2 separate regions of the Capra hircus genome follow, and region 2 is linked to region 1. A link is a contact called in public Hi-C data. All regions are on one chromosome and are shown on one strand. The core of a region is the stretch at or near the end of the contact, and the rest is flanking DNA. Distances in the headings are between cores, read along the strand shown.

Region 1 (4,867 bases), core at 357-2,856:
CCCACAGCCAGGACAGCCCAGCCACCCTCCCCATAAGGAAACCCTCAAACCAGCATGGCAACAGCCGGCATCTGCACTGGACCTAAAGATGCTTCCTGACCCTGTCTTGGCAGGAGGGAGAGGAGGTAAGAAGAAAGAGGAGGGAAGACTTAGAGGATGAATTCTTGGTTCCTGGCGGGGAAGAATGGTGGGAGGGATAGTTAAGGAGTTTGAGACGGACATGAACACACAACTATATTTAAAATGGATAAGCAACAAGAATCTATTGTATAGCACAGAGAACTCTTCTCAATGTTATGGGGCAGCCTGGATGGGAGGGGAGTTTGGGGGAGAATGGATACATGTGTATGTATGGCTGAGTCCCTTTTCTGTCCACCTGAGACTATCCCAGCACTGTTAATTGGCTATACTCCAATACAAAATAAAAAGTTTGGGAAAAATGAAAAAGAAGAAAGAGAGAGGAGGAAGGGACGAGGAGGCCAAAGTTCCCAGAGACTCAAGAACTGGTCACCTAGACCCAAGGGGAGGGGTGGGCAAGACCCACACAATCCAGGATGATCTCACTGGGGACCAATGAGGACTCCTAGCTGAGGGCCCACCTCTACATCTGACCATTTCCACCTCATCTATCATTGGCTTCATATTTTTATTTGGAATGACTCACCTGTTTTGCTTTTTTTTTTTTTTTTTTTTTTTTCACTTAAGTAAGCTTATGGCAACCCACTCTAGTAATCTTGCCTGGAAAATCTCGTGGACAGAGGAGCCTGGCCCACTACAGTCCATGGAGTCAGAGAGAGTCAGATATGGCTGAGCCACTAGACAACAGCACCTTTTTTTTTTTTTTTTTAAGTAAGTTTATTTTAAAAGGAAAATCTATATCATCAAAAGTAAATGGAAAACCAGCATGAAAACTTGCCACTAATAGAGGATAACTCTGAAAGTGAGCATGGTGAAAGCAAATCATGTTGCCTGTCCTCAGTCTCTCTTAGCTCAGAAGAGGGACAGGCAGGGAATGGCCGGCCATCAAGATACGCGAGCACCAGGCTGAACCAAGGACAGAAAAATCGTTGAAAAGGGATGGCCTTTGCCCCCGTGCCCCACGCCTACCACACACCAAGCGTCCCTCAGCCATGACAGCCTGGGCCCCACATTTTCAACCAATTCACGCGGGCCAAGCCTGCTCTCTAGAGACGGAGACGGACGGTCCCAAGAACAGGAGCCTCTGCTCCCGGAGAGTTCACAGCGTGTCGGCACTCACACTAGTCTCAGACAGGCCATGGGGATGTGTCCCCTCCTGGGAGGCAGAGAATCCAAGCTCTGCCTTGTGCCAAGAGCATCTTCAAACAGTCATGTGTGTCCTCCTTGAAGCCACAGGTGCCTAGAGCTGTCACTGCCCTTCCCGCCACGAGGCCACCGGAGTTTCCGCTTGCGGGGAAAATACAAGGGTTCTGGGCATCAGTTCAACCGCTCAGCTCCCATCCAGGCAGTATGAAGGTTGTTGGCTTGATTCCCTGGACAAACACAGAGCGCGCGCACCGGCCAGGTCTGTGGGCTGGGCCTGGCCCACCAACACCGGCCACCAACGGCAGGCCTCCAGGGTGGCAGCTCACCCACATTCCAGAACCACAGGCCAGGGCATGCCTGCTGGGTGGCAGGCGCACATTTACCATCAAGAGGAAGCAGAAAGAAACTCCTTTGTCTTCTGGTAGCATCCTGGTGACAGCGCACACGCGTGCGCGCGCGCGCACACACACACACACACACACACACACACACACACACAGCAGCTGTCTCTTTGGCCAACAATTCTGCCTTCATGATACAGAGCAGTAATGTGGGGTAGGAACCCCCAAGTTTCCGGTGGGGCAGCTTGGGTTGAAACCTCAGCTCTGCTGCTCACCACCTGATTGGGAGGGCCGGACTCCAGGGCCCTCTAGGTCCTCATCTCTGAAAAGAAGCCTCAGAAATCACGCACCTCACAGAGCGGCTATAATGTTAAAGAGGTAATACATGTTCAGCATTTCAAGTAGTTGAGTACTCCCCCGAAAGTAGCACAGGGTATCTGGGGGTTTTGGCTTGCTTTTTTTTTTTTTTTTTCTATTTTCCACGTTTAAACAAGGCCACAATTTGCCAAAAGCCAAAATGCTGGGTCAGAGGGTCTATGCAGTTTCTCAGTGCTTATTTCAGGAAGACAGACTGAGCTTAAAACTCTGAATCTGTTTATAGCAAAGCTGATGTGTCACTTTCCCCACACCCCTGCCAGCACTGGGCTTTATCATCTTGTAATTGTTTCCTAATTGAATCAGCATGTAGCAGGCTTTTGTTTGCATTTCTTTCTTTGCCTACAAGGCTGTGCATTCTTCCAGGTAGCGGCTGTCTACACTCTCGCAGGGGTAAATGACTTGTTTACTCTTTTTCAATGTTTCTTGAGTGGCCTCTGTGACATCCTTTGATGGGTCCACAAGGAAAGCGCCTTTTGAGTAGGAAGGGAGACGGGAGAGGGTTGTAGCATGGGAACGTGGTGAGAGCTTCTGCCCCCACCCACCCCCATCTCCTGCCTTCACTTCACCTGAGTTTTCCCAGCTGAGGAAATGCTTCTCTGGGATGGGGTTGCAGGCACCCTGGCTGGGAGGAAGCAAGGAGGGGCCAGAGGAACTGATTGCATTCTCAGAGCAACAAGCCAGAAACCTAACAGGCTCCATTCCTGCCCCATTGGCCACCCGCTTCTCACCCCTAACTCTCCTAGAGCCCCTGAGTATCGGGAAACTTTCCTTCCAGACTAATGACATCAGAATAAATTCATTCGAGTTATGATACTGCAATGATTTTCTCTCTTTGTTCCTTAATCACTCAAACTCCCAGGTGCTGTGTTAGCAAGATGCCTGGAATCTCCTTTTTGGGTCCTCCCACACCTTGAATGGTCCAAGGATCCCTAGGTCATCTTCAACCCACAGGTAGGGGTGGGGCCTGTTCCCCCTAAACTTCACTGCTGCCATGGCCGCTTACTACCACATGGGGTCGCTGTTGAAGAGGGCTCTCCAACAGTCCTGTGGACGTTTGTCCACTTTGCAATGACGCCTGAGCTTGTTGGACCTTTGCCTGGGTCTTGGAGGTCACCCACACTTGGGACTCAAGTTTATAGCTCTCGTGGGTCACTCTTAAACACTCAGAACAGAATGGAAAGTCACCTACCCACCTGAGTCCTGATCCCAGCCCCTCACAGGAGGCCCCTGGGAGGACTGGATCGTAGCACTGCCCCTAGGGTGACAGAGAGGGAACTGGAGCCCCAAAGAGTAATTTTTCCAAAATCGCTTGGCCAGGGGCACCCAATTCAAGCTGAACGCCCCATCCAGTCCTCTCAGCACTTTTGTTTTTAGAGGCTGCCAGTGAAACTCCTGGGTTTCCCAGGTGTCTCAGTGGTAAAGAATCTACCTGCCAAGCAGGAGACAGACTCAATCCCTGGGTCAGGAAGATCCCCTGGAGAGAAGAATGGCAACCAGTATTCTTGCCTGGGAAATTTTACGGACAGAGGAGCCTGGCAGGCTACAGTTAGTGGGGTCACAAAAGAGTAGGACACGACTTAGCAACTAAACAACAAAAAGTGAAACTCCTGTTTCTCAGCCCGTGAGACTCTGCAGGAAATGACCCCTGTCTTCCTCCCGGGCTTCATCTCACTTCCTCACCCACATTCAAAATCCTTTCCCACCTACCTTTGCACCTGCCTCCCTCTCCCTAAAGATTCCCCCCACATCTCCCCCATCACTCAAGTCTCTGCTCAGTGGGCCCCTTTCAAGCTCCTCCTCAACAAAGCCCTTGTCACCATGAGACATTATCCTGTCCTGTCCACTCTGCAGGACACCACTCTGATCCTGGCCACCTCTTCTCCTCCGCTGTCCCCCCGGCCACTCACTACTATGTTGTCCCCCAGACTCAGCCCCGTGAACATTCTCTGTGGTGAGACCAGCCTGGGCACTGAGGGCTGTGTGGCAGCTCCCCTAGCCTCTTCTTCTGAGATTCCAGGAGCACCCCCTGCCCAGCGATGACAACCAAAGACACCTCCAGACATTGCCTGATATCCCCCGGGGTAGGGGTGCTGCAGGGGGTCAGGGGGGAGAAGGGGAGAGCCCGTCCAGAAGCCGGAGGAATCCCCATCCTGGGCCTGGGAGCCTGAGCATCCCCCCTACACAACCCCTGCCCTGCAGGCTCCTGGGGTTCTTGGGAAGCAGCGTGGAAACCCCTCTGCAAGGCCAGAAGGGAAGCAGCCGCAGGCCCAGCCACACCCAGCCAGGGAGGGTAGGCCGGGGGCTAATTATAGCAGGCAGGTTGTGAGAGGTCTTCTCCGGGAAGAGGAAGTGGCGCTCTGATTAACCCTGGGGTTGGTTCACCCCAAGTTGAGACAGTCCCCGTGGGGAGAGGAAGTGTGGTGAAATGAATTCAGCCTCCGGGGCCCAGGCAGCACCAACAAGCCAGGCAACTCGGGTGGGGAAAGCCGGAACATGGCTCTGTGGCGCACAGGCCAGGTCTGTTGCAGAAGCCTTCAACTCTCCAGACCTTGGTTTTAAAAGAAAAGGGGCTGGGCCAGATTTGACTTTTGAAGTGGGCCTCTTGTTTCAGGGCATGGGCTTCTGAGTCAGGAGCTCACTGAGCCTCAGTGTCCTCATCTGCAGAATGGGTCGATGGGAACCATGTCTTTCACAGTCTTTGGAGGATTCATGGAGCTGATCCGTGCTCTGGCAGGCCTGGGCCAGAGCCTAATATAGGATAGGGGCTCAGCAGATGTTCCATGTCGTCAGAATGGCAACACAATTGGTAGGGCCCAGTCAAAATGAAAATGTGGGCCCCTCGTTCAAAAGTTGCTAAGAACTTC
Region 2 (5,366 bases), core at 2,735-5,234, 40 kb after region 1:
GTCGACTGTCCTTCCACCCCTTGGCAACCAACAAATAGAGCCTCTGCATCGTCACGGGTCTTAAATGGCCGGGCAGCAGATTCAGTTACAAAACATTGTCCCCGGCACTCAGGAGCAGGTGGCAGTGAAATCTGAGTGACCCCTGACCACCCTCCCATGGGCGACACTCTGAGGACCGTAGGGGAAACCGTCTGGGCACCCTTCCCACCTCCCACCCCAGAGAGCAGAGGCTGAGAGCACGGGGCCAGAGCCAGCTTGTGGAGATTCAAGTCCCCTCACTTCAGCAACCCTGGATGGGTCATTAACTGTTTTTAACCTCTCTTTGCCCATTTCCACACCTATGAGGAAGGCATGATGTCCGTCCCAACCTCAGAGAAGTGCCACAGGGTGTGGAGCACCTAGCCCCGTGAGCTGGCACTGCCTTGTGTGGTTATTATTTTCATTTTCCAGATGAGGAAATGGAAGGCTCAGGAGGAGGAGACATCACTTATCAAGGAGGACCTCATTGGGAAAGTGACAAAGCCAGGATTTGAACCCAGGTCCGCAGGCTCAAGTCCCAGATATCAGGACTCTGATACAGTCCCAGAAGCAGCTGTAATGGGTCAGAACAGAGCTCAGGCCCAAGCGGAAAGCCACGGAGGCATTTTAAGCAGGGGAGAGCTGCGTGTGCTCAAGGCTCACACCCGGATCTCAGTGCTAGCTCCTGTCCCAGCCCCTGCCCCAGGAAACAGAACCAGGACTGTGAAAAGTGAGGAACGCCCTCCCCGTGTGGCCTGAACCCAAACAGGAAGAACCTGGGTGACAGCAGGAAGATGGGGGTGTCCCCAAACACCTTCAAAAACGCCTACAGACATAGATGAAGCAGATCCCAGAGTGGGAAGGAAACCAGAGCCCCCTGCTCCCGGCTGCCCTCCAGGCTTCCTCCCAGGAGGATACACAAGGCATTGGGCTCACACACAGTCTCTGACCCACAACGGGGGCAGGCACTGGACAGCCGCAGAGACTGCCTGTCAGGGCAAGGAGCCTCGAATCATGGCCAACCTGCCCAGGCCACCCGAGCCCAGCTCCCAACCTGCTCCAAAGCCTGGTCCACAACACCCCAGTGAGCCAGGTGAGCAATCAAATCAAGTCTCTGGGTCAGATACACACACACACATACTTGCAACTTTCAACACAAAACACAGGGCCTGGAATCTGATCTCTGATAAGCTTAAGAAGTTCTACCATCCTAAAAGGGGCTGCCTGTTCTATAAATGGCCCCCCAACACAAACCCCCCATCGTAATCAGCACATTCCCCACACCAGGGCACAGAGCCGACATCAATCACGGGGCTGAGAAGTCGGCCAGTATGGCAGGCTCCTTTGCGCATCTGAAGTCTGTGTCCTTTCCCAAACAGCTGCCAAGCCTTATTAGATGCTTTAAAAAACAGAAGAGAAGGCCCTTTTGGGTGGAGGAGGGTGGGACACGCTACTCCAAAGCACTTAGACAAAAGGCCCACAGGCTGAGCCCACTTGGGCGGAGACATCTGGCCCTAATCCCAGCTCACCTGCTGCAACTTCACAAACACTGGACCGGTTGGCAGTGACCTGCTGCCGCCATCTGTTGGGCACTGGAGCAGGTCAGAGAGGCGCCCTCAGAAGAGCCTGGCCCAGCTCCTGGTCGGCAAACACTTCCAGCATGCTCACCTACCTGCCTGGCCTCCACCCACAGAACTCAGAAGGGCTATCACTATCCCATTTTACAGGTGAGGAACCCGAGGCACACAACCAATAAGGGGAAGCCAGGACCTGAATTCAAGCCCACCGGCTCCAGAGTGCATGTTCCCCATCTCTCTTCAGTGTGGCCTTCGCTGGGGGCAGAGAAATGCAATCTGCCTTCTCTCCCTTCTCCCAGCTGAACCCCTCCCACTCCCACAACACGATCACGCTTCTGAAAGACTGGAGCAAGTGACGGGCCTCAGATAGAGAACGGGAGCTGCAGACAGTGCCACCAATGCCGGGGGGTCAGCGGTCCTGGGGTGAGAGGCTCCCTCAGACCGAGGGCCACCTGCACGGGGAGACCCAGGAAGCCCACAGTGCCCTGACCTAGTCTCCAAGGGCTGTGCGCCCCCCGGCCCCAGCCGACCACGTCCACTCACCCGTAAGTCCGCTGGATCAAAGTAGGGGGCACCTGCTGCACGCTGATGGCAAAGCCTAAAATGAGAGACCAGTTAGGGAGGGGCCCAGCATCACCAAGGGAAGACCCCTACAGCCCTCCACCTCTAGTCTAAAGGGGTAAACAGCTTCCTCTCCCCTCCCAGGCACCTCCACCTGAACCCCAGAACTCCCAGCAAAAGGGGGCCCACAGAGCTGAGGGGCAGCAGCCGCTGGGCTAGCGTCCTCCCGAGCTCCAGCTCTGGGACCCACTTCCTCCCTCCGGTGAGGACAGCTGACAAGCGGGTGATCTGCCCTCCTCGCCCTGTCCCACCGGCACACGCTGCCGGAGGAAGGGGTTCGACTTCCGAGCTGGGAGCTGGGGGATGACTGCCCTGTGACGGCTCTCTTGGAGCACATGACAGCCAACTGCTACTCCTGGAGCAGAGCAGGGTGAGGGGGGGGCCGCCTCTTCCACCCGGCAGATACCAAGGCTGAATATAGCAACCAGAAGCACAGGAAAGCAGGGACTCTCACCCGTCTGGAGGCTGCGCGGCTTGGCACCCAGATAGGCCAAGTTCACGTTCGCCTTGCGACCATCGATGTTGGGGTTAGGGTCTTTGCAAGCCCTCTCTGCGGCTGCCCGGTCGGCCATGGTCACCTGGAGGAGCACAGAGGCATCAGGGGCTTCCCCAGAAGGTGGGGGAAGCAGAGAGTGGGCTCTAGAGCCCAGGCACCCCGGCATTCACTTCTCCTGACTCCAGGTGCCCGCTACCCAAGGCATCCGCCCAGCCCCCGTCCAGCCTAGGGCCCCCACCCCAAAGCTGCCCTTGGACCCCAGCTCCTCCCTCCGAGTTCAAGCGCTAAGAAACGCGGCCTTGAAGGGCAAAAACAATCCCCTGGGACGACAGCGAAACCCGAAGGGAGGGAGGGGTCCTGGCCTGGCCTACCCGGCCCGTGGGGACCACCAGTTTCCTCACGGGAGGGGTTTGGGGACACCCTAGTTAGAAAAGGAGTAAGAGAAGTGTCTTCAGGCCGACTCTGACTTAGGTTGTTTGGGGTGTCTGTGGGAGTTGCTGGAAAATAAAACACGGGTTGCTCAAAGGCTCCTAGGTGCCCCAGGGTGAAGCCCTGTTCCTCGCTCGCTTGTTGCTCCAGGAAGTGCCGAAAAGTAGCCGGCCGTCCCCAAAACCTCTCCACAAACTTAGAAGAGTCCTAATTGAACAGAGCGGCTCTCCCTTTTAAAGCCGGCGTGGCGTGGGGGCAGGGAGACGGGGTCAGGACCGGCTGCAGCCCGAGAACGGTCAGCAGGTGCCGAGCCGGCGGGAGGCGCCCGGGGCTGGCGTGCGCCCGCCGCTTGACTCAGCGCCCCGGCCGCGATAAGTGCGGGGCGGGAGCGTCCGGCCGCGGGGCCACTTACGAAGCCGTATCCGCGAGACTTGCCCGTCTGGCGGTCGGTGATGACCACGGCCTCCTCGATGTCCCCGAAGCCCTCGAAGTACTTCCTGAGCGAGGCGTCGGTGGTATGGTAGGGCAGGCCGCCCACGAAAATCTTGGTGAACGTGGTGTCCTTCTGCGAGCCGTGCATGGCGCCGTGGGCGGCCGGGGGCCGCGAGAAGCCCGCGCTCGGGGCGCACGGCGCGGGCTGCAGCAGCATGGGGGGCGCCCCGCCGCCTACGGACCCGGGCCGCGTGGGGCTGCGCTCATTGAGGGCGGTGGGGGGGCGAGCGGGGCAGCAGGGGCGCCGGTCTAGCCGCCAGGCCCGTCCACGCGCGGGCCGCTCCCGCCGTGCGCGCCTCACTGCGCTGCGCTGCGCTCCAGCCGGCGTTGCGGGCACCCTGCGCCTCAGCGCCTGCCCCGCGGGCTTTGTAGTCGGCCCCGCCCCGGCCCCGCCCCCGGCCCGCCCAGGCCCCTCCCTATAAAGCCGGCCCCGCCCCCAGCCTCAGCCCCGCCCCGCCCCGGGCGCGCGAGGAGCGCCGGGAAGCGTAGTCCAGGTCCCGCCCCACCGCGCCCCACGTGCGGTGGGGAAGCACTTGGAGCAGGGCGCGCACTTGCGGAGGGAAAACATCCGGGTTTTCTAGGGCACCTGTTCCGTGCTCGCTGGGTTCTGGGCCCCTCTCCTCGTATAGATCACAATCTAGCGAACCAGATGTACACGATTCAGATCGTGTTTAGTGAGTCGACGTTTCTCCCAGTGCTGCCTCCAGTACAACAACGTATTGAAGGTGAAATGAGTTTTGTCTTTATGCACAGGTGCTAAGTAGTTTCAGTAGTGTCCCACTCTTTGTGACCGCCACGGACTATACCCTGCCAGGTTCCTCTGTCCTTGGAATTCTATAGGCAAGAATACTGGAGTGGGTTGCCATGCCCTCCTCCAGGAGATCTTTTCAATCCACAGACTGTACCCTCATCTCTTATGTCTTCTGCACCGGCAGGCAGGTTCTTTACCACTAGAGCCACCTGGGAAGCCCCGTTTGTTGAGAATGTATGTGTGTATGCGTGCATGCGTGTGTGTGTGTCTGTGGTCTATATACATGAATATAATTAGTTCGAGGAATTTTAGAGTGTGGGTGTGTGATCTATATACACGAATATAATTCATTCAAGGAATATTTATTAGGGTGTGGGGGATGCAGAAATGCACAGAACACACTCTAGCCCCACCAAGCCGCTATGAACAAGACAAATAAACGGGTTCAGTTCAGTTGCTCAGTCGTGTCCGACTCTTTGCAACCCCATCGACTGCAGCATGCCGGGCTTCCCTGTCCATCACCAACTCCCGGAACTTGCTCAAACTCATGTCCATTGAGTCGGTGATGCCATCCAACCATCTCATCCTGTGTCGTCCCCTTTTCCTCCTGCCTTTGCTCTTTCCCAGCATCAGTCTTTTCCAATGAGTCAGTTCTTTGCATCAGATAGCCAAAGTATTGGAGTTTCAGCTTCAGCATCAGTCCTCCCAAGGAATATTCAGGACTGATTTCCTTCAGGCTTGACTGGTTGGATCTCCTTGCAGCCCAAGGGACTCTCAAGAGTCTTCTCCAACACCACAGTTCAAAAGCATCAATTCTTTGGCACTCAGCTTTCTTTATAGTCCCAACTCTCTCCCATCCATATGTGACTTACTGGAAAAACTATAGCTTTGACTAGACAGGCCTTTGTCGGCAAAGTAATATCTCTGATTTTTAACTATACAATATATTACCCATTAGGAAATAAATCAGGGCACTGCCATC

What was found. A called contact is a pair of places that touch in the nucleus more often than the background predicts.
Region 2: a contact with region 1 is called in a Hi-C map of blood, with 4 times the contacts expected there. The contact joins the promoter of RBM38 here to the enhancer-like site in region 1. A contact is called at or near these places in 2 of 5 Hi-C or Micro-C datasets (both in blood).

Annotation. Positions count from the first base shown.
Region 1 is chr13:58,023,780-58,028,646 of ARS1.2, forward strand. No RefSeq gene overlaps it. Among named protein-coding and RNA genes, the nearest start is that of RBM38, 40 kb to the right of the region's middle. Within about 2 kb of position 1,607, at least 2 of the 5 cell types and tissues checked have an H3K27ac peak or open chromatin away from gene starts, as enhancers often do.
Region 2 is chr13:58,061,890-58,067,255 of ARS1.2, forward strand. RBM38 (RNA-binding protein 38) reads right to left here and starts at 3,985. Exons shown (of 4, transcript XM_018057629.1): 1 at 3,554-3,985; 2 at 2,671-2,794; 3 at 2,139-2,193. The coding sequence starts at 3,790.